2 separate regions of the Mus musculus genome follow, and region 2 is linked to region 1. Evidence: chromatin contacts called from public ChIA-PET data. All regions are on one chromosome and are shown on one strand. Each heading gives the region's core, a stretch centred on a gene start, on an enhancer-like site or on the middle of the called end of the contact. The rest is flanking DNA. Distances are from core to core; before and after follow the strand shown. Region 1 has its middle 15 kb from the start of Gm40747. Region 2 has its middle 90 kb from the start of Gm33782.

Evidence for each region. ChIA-PET counts read pairs in DNA pulled down with a chosen protein or histone mark.
Region 2: an RNA polymerase II ChIA-PET map of effector CD8 T cells shows a contact between it and region 1, with 32 read pairs. The contact joins two enhancer-like sites. A contact is called at or near these places in 4 of 484 Hi-C or Micro-C datasets (B cells, CD4 T cells and nephron progenitors), 2 of 115 datasets of contacts at active chromatin or transcription factors (bone marrow-derived dendritic cells and effector CD8 T cells) and 1 of 9 other capture datasets (embryonic stem cells).

Annotation. Positions count from the first base shown.
Region 1 is chr10:96,272,898-96,275,613 of GRCm38.p6, reverse strand. No RefSeq gene overlaps it. Among named protein-coding and RNA genes, the nearest start is that of Gm40747, 15 kb to the right of the region's middle. Within about 2 kb of position 1,428, at least 111 of the 459 cell types and tissues checked have an H3K27ac peak or open chromatin away from gene starts, as enhancers often do. A contact at or near this core is called in B cells and effector CD8 T cells, where this site is marked.
Region 2 is chr10:96,397,402-96,400,101 of GRCm38.p6, reverse strand. No RefSeq gene overlaps it. Among named protein-coding and RNA genes, the nearest start is that of Gm33782, 90 kb to the right of the region's middle. Within about 2 kb of position 1,346, at least 102 of the 459 cell types and tissues checked have an H3K27ac peak or open chromatin away from gene starts, as enhancers often do. A contact at or near this core is called in B cells and effector CD8 T cells, where this site is marked.

The DNA.
Region 1 (2,716 bases), core at 179-2,678:
AAGGACAGAGGTAGGTGGCAGTTGCTGTTGAGCGAATATCAAGAAATGGCAGCTATAATGTTAGATGCAGTTCAGTCCTACAGCTTAACCTAACTGAATCTTTGGTCTTGAAAAGTTTCCAGGCCATTCTGGGTTTCTGCTTTCTGGAGCTGTCTTTGTGTTTTGGAGAGTGGTTGGAAGAATAGAGAGCAAAGCGAAAACTATGTCCTTCTACTCAAAGAGCTGGTAGGGGCAGGTTTGCTTAAACATCAAGTATAGTTTTACCAGGTTTAAGATGAAATACCGGCTGCATGCAATGCTCAGGTTTTTCTTATTCCTTGTGGTCGAAGTTGTTAGAAGTGGGATATTAACTGCACCAAAACCACTTTCACTTCTAGATAAAATACCAACAGAAATGTAGAGCCAAGAAAAGGTCAAGTTTCATTTTAGTCATTGTCTGGAAAAAAAAATCACTATTAATGGTCAAAAGAGTTGTTCTAAAATTTGAGCTGACACCACATCTCCTCCAGAGTATGTGACACAGTGGTCTGGGCCTTAACCTCGGGGTCTCTGATTCAGTAAGACTGCAGTGGGGCTCGAGGATTCACGTCTCTAATAAATGTACAGGTGACACGGATACTATGGGCCTGAGAAACCTCACTTTGAGAGCTTCACTCTTTGGATACCATGGGGGAAAGACCATGATGGCTTTTCTTGTTCAGTTTGATGTCGGCAGCCAAAGTGCTTTTAGCGGAGAAATATCCAATTTGCAATCAAAGTCTGCATCAGACCCCTGACCTACCTGTCTATCTCCTAGTTTGCCTGCTCTGGGGAAGCTGCTCCGGGAGATACTGTTTCAATCAATTATAAGTAAGTGCAATGTATTCATGGCTATCTTAGAGGAAATGGCCTTGAAATCAGACTCTCCCTGGCAAACTTCATTAAAGAGAACAGAGAACTTTTATGTGATTTTTTTTTCCTCTAGCTGGTATACTGACAGAAACCTTAGCTTTTATTCTCATCCAATGGTGGTATCTAAGAAGCAACCCCCACAAACTCCGCATGGATTCAGGTAGTGATGTTAATTAGGTTGAGTCACAAAGCTGAGGTGAAGCTAAACTGGATGATTTGTGCATCACAAGAAAATGAGCTATGCTCCCTGAATGCCTATTTTCTCTAGCATATCATAATAGAAGTGTGCATCTCACATACAGGGTCCTGCCTAGGTCTGTTCTTTACTATAGAAGCAATGAATAAATGAATAAAAATATGTGCATGCCAATGTCTGGTATGGTTTGTCACATGAGCCAAATAAAACTGCTGAGGTAAGGTCTATACCATAGCTGGCCAAACCTCAACTTCTGTGTTTTGCACAGCTGTCAACACTTTGTGAGGGAAGCACCAGTTGTGGCAACTACTCAGGCCACAGAAACATTTCCAGTGGCTGCATCGAATGCTTGTAGCAAGGTTCAGTCTTCCTGGTAACAGAGGAGACAAGACCAATCAGAACAAAGCGTCTCCCTGAGACAGTGACTGGGGCAAGAGGAAGTCAGGTGACTTAGGCAGAGTCACTAAATCTCCTCTGTGATATTTAAGCCAGTGATTGCAGGAGATGCCATTCCCCTTCCGTTGTCCTTACTTTACACACTGAGTGTTAACACAATCAGGTACCAATTAGGTAGCAAATCAGTAACAGATATATTGATACGAAAGAGAAGAGTTGAGGAAATGAGCGAAGATGGCGAAAAATGATAAGTGTGATTAGAGACAAACCCCTCTGTCTATTTCCTGGATCTAGAGTGAAGCTTCCAGACACCCTTGTCATTTAATCTGAGCCCACAACAGAATCACAGTCTGAATCATATGAACAAAGCTGAGTACTGTGTTAGGTCTCACCCACTAGAAACCCTTTATACTTGAGCTTCCAGACTTTTTCTTTTCCCATGCTTTCTGGGCTTGCTGTCAACACATATGGGAATCTTTAAAGCTATGAATTGAAGACCCCAGAACCCCGCTGCCCCCAATGGAAGAAACCTACATTTTCATTTCAAGGGACCCTGTCAACTGATCCAGACTACTCATCTTACACTTCCCATCAGCTAAAAACAATTGTCTACCATGCATAGTCATTAAGTATTTTAAATTCTATTTGTTACACCAGTCAGAATTGTCCTAATAAAGAAATTATTTAGCGTGCAAATACCACTGAAAGTACAGTGCTCTAAGCTACCCTCTAAGAGCTGGGGTCAGAGGAAAACAGAAGCGGCTTGAAGACTGATCCCTGCAGCACTTTGATATTTAAAATCTAGGAATGAGAAAAGAAACTAGCAAAGGAGTCCCAGAAGAAACATCTATGTGTAAAAAGGAGAAATAAAGAAAGCTTCGATGTTAAAACAACAAAAATAGAAGTCCCGGAGAAGAGATAACCACTGTGCTCTACACAGTGCTGCAGGGTCCTTTGGTTCTGGGTTGCAGTTTTCAATTCTGAGATGCTTCCGTGTTCTACCTACAAGTATCCTGTTCTCTTAAAATTATGTGAGTTGGACGGTTAATGTGGACCAAGAACTCTTGATTGTGGTAGGATTCCTCTCACATGGTCTCCAGCAACTCCTGCTCCCTAGCCTTCATGTCCTTGATAATCTTCCCCCTCTCCCTTGACTGTGCACTGAAATCACTGCTGTATTTCTAATACACTGTGGCAGAAGTGACACAATGTCTCCAAAGTTGGATTAAGAAA
Region 2 (2,700 bases), core at 97-2,596, 120 kb before region 1:
ACTACCGCAGCTCTTCAGACAAGAGGAAGATGGCTAGTGCTTAAGATTTCTGTCCATCTGTTCCTTGGAAATGTTGTCATATATAAATGAAAGGACCACTCGGGTCTTCCCCTGCCTGTGACATTGGCACCAGGACACGCCCTCTGCACAATGGCTCTTGTTGAAGGCAGAGCCCCCAGGAAACCTGTCACCCCAAACAACTGTCACATTCTGTTGCGATCAGTCATAGAAAGAATGGCAGTGCCCTCCCCACCAGCACTGGGGATGGGTTGATGGTCACAAGACTGAAAAGACCTTGCCTTGTCTGCCAACAACAGGGGTCTGTGCAGCTGCCCGGCCCAGGCAGCTGGGGCTGCTGGAGGGTCTTCCCGCCCACTTCCTGTGTCTGGCTTTGATTTCTTGAAGGGCAGATGGTCTTACTCCAGTATCCTCCCGGTTAAGCCAGACAAAAACAAGTCCAAAGCTGCCCTTGCCTGTCTGTCGCTCCTCCGGCTTTGTGTCACCCTATTCTGAGGTATCTGCATCCAGGTCTTTCTGTTTTAGAAAGCTCTGGTAGGGAAGCAAAGACCAGGAGGCAAAATGTGTAGATAATAAAAGAGAACTCCAAATAATTTTTGCTTGGAAATAACATATTGGAAGGCAGGTCTTCTTTTGTTGCTATTTGTTCTTTTGAGGTAGGCTCTCCTGTGGCTCAGGCTAGCCTCAAACGTGCTCTGTAGCTAAGGATAACCTTGAATTTACAACCCTCCCATCTCCACCTCCTGCTTGTTGGGGATTACTGATCGGTGTCTCCATGCCCAGTGTATGAAACGCTAGGGATCCAGACTCACCTGAGTCTGGCCTGCGGGACTGGGGTGGGGCCTGAGCATTGGGAGTTTGAGGAGCTGCCCCAGTTACTCTAATCTGCAGCAGAGCTAGAGAATCTGATCCCAGCTAAGGGTTTTCAAAGTTGACTGAGCATCAAAAGCCATGAGGGGGAGACTAGGAAAGCTGAGAGCACTCAGTGCCCTTCCCACCTTGAAATTGAGTTGTGCTGGAGCCTGGGTATATGCAGTTTCCTCCCTCCCTCCCATCGTCCCTCTCTTGTTTCCCCCCTATTCTTCCCTCCCTCTTTCTCTTCCCTTCCAAGGATTTCATTGGTGTCTTTTATCGCTAATACGTTGTCTTGTTTTTCCTGGTAAATTTTTTTCATAGTTAACAACCACATCTGTTGGTGGCACGTAACATGATGGCTTGCTGTACGCACAGGTTGTGGAATGGCTCCATTGAGCTCCTTCACATGTGTGCTGTCTCAAGCTTGCCTTTCTCCTTTCTCACCAGCACCCGCCCACACCTTCAGTCCCTCCCTAAGCTGCGGTCCTAAGTCACATGCTGAACTGTCTGACTTCAGACTTCACCAGCCCCATTCCCTCAAGCTTGGTGCAATGCACGGCTGTTAACTAATTTGCATGTCTCTTTTTCACAGTAAAATCTAACTAGCTCCTTTAGAAAGAAAAAAAAAAACCAAAACCAACCAACAACAACAACAATACCATCTTTCTCTGGTTTTTCTGCATTATATGGCAGATGTTCAATTACTGGTTGTGCATTGAGTAAATCAGGGTTGGTTTTGACAGTGAAAGACAAGCACGCAGGAAAGGTCCAGCCATCTATGGCATCTGATCTAATAACAGCCCCGCATTTCAGAGCATTCGTCTAGAGGAGGAGTTTCTGTGTCTTGGGATGTGGTGGGAGGGCTGGCATGGCAAAGCACTCGTCAGAACACCAGAATAAAAAAGGCTTTATGCATAAGCAGATTGTATGACATTACATCAACAACTCTCCTTTTAAAACTGGCATTTAATGAGTATCTCTATCAATAAAGGCCTTTTAAGAGCTCTCCATAAAATGTTGTGAAAAACGAGAACGTTTAAAATCCAGGCCAACAATGAGCCCCATTCACACGGCTTCCTCACACGCTTTCTCCAGTGTCCTGGGCTCAAACAGCCTCACTTATTCTCCGCCGGCGAAGTTGGCACATGCTAACCATATTGATTGTCTGATTACAAATAGAGCCCGTGGCAATGAGGGCTTACAAGAGGAACCCATTTGTCCCTCTGGGTTATACATGGATGTCAGACTTAATACACGTTCAACCACAGAGCAATGGAACCAGGTAGGAAAGTGTGATTCCCAGGGAAATTAGACTCCTGGGGTGAACAATAACTTCGTTGTTTCACGGGAACCTTTCGGAGCCATTCCAAAGAGATGTTTAAACAAGGGTTTACTAATCCTTACTAATTTCTAAAGTAGCTACTCTCCAGGAAGAACGGGCTGTCTCTTGTTCTTCATTGATCGATAGAACATTTAACAGCAACAATGTGAGGTTATACAGCCAGAGCTCTTTTGGAGTCTAAAACCCAGAACTGGCAATGAGATATTTTGGCAGAGGGATAGAATTTGCATGGGAGTAGGGAGTCAGTTGCTTTTATTTCTGTGGCCTTCTGCTCAGATGACCACTGAAAGGCAGGTTTGTCCCTGTGATGCAGAAACCAGTCCCTGGAACGGTACCCTGGTGCTATCATTAACGATATCAGGGAAAACCTGATATGAGAGCTCCTTTGAGTTTCTGGTCAAAATGGTTTCACTGTAGCTCCGTGCCTCTCCACGCCTCTGTTTCCTACCATTGGGTTGGATTTTCCGATTTGAAAAATGTCAAGA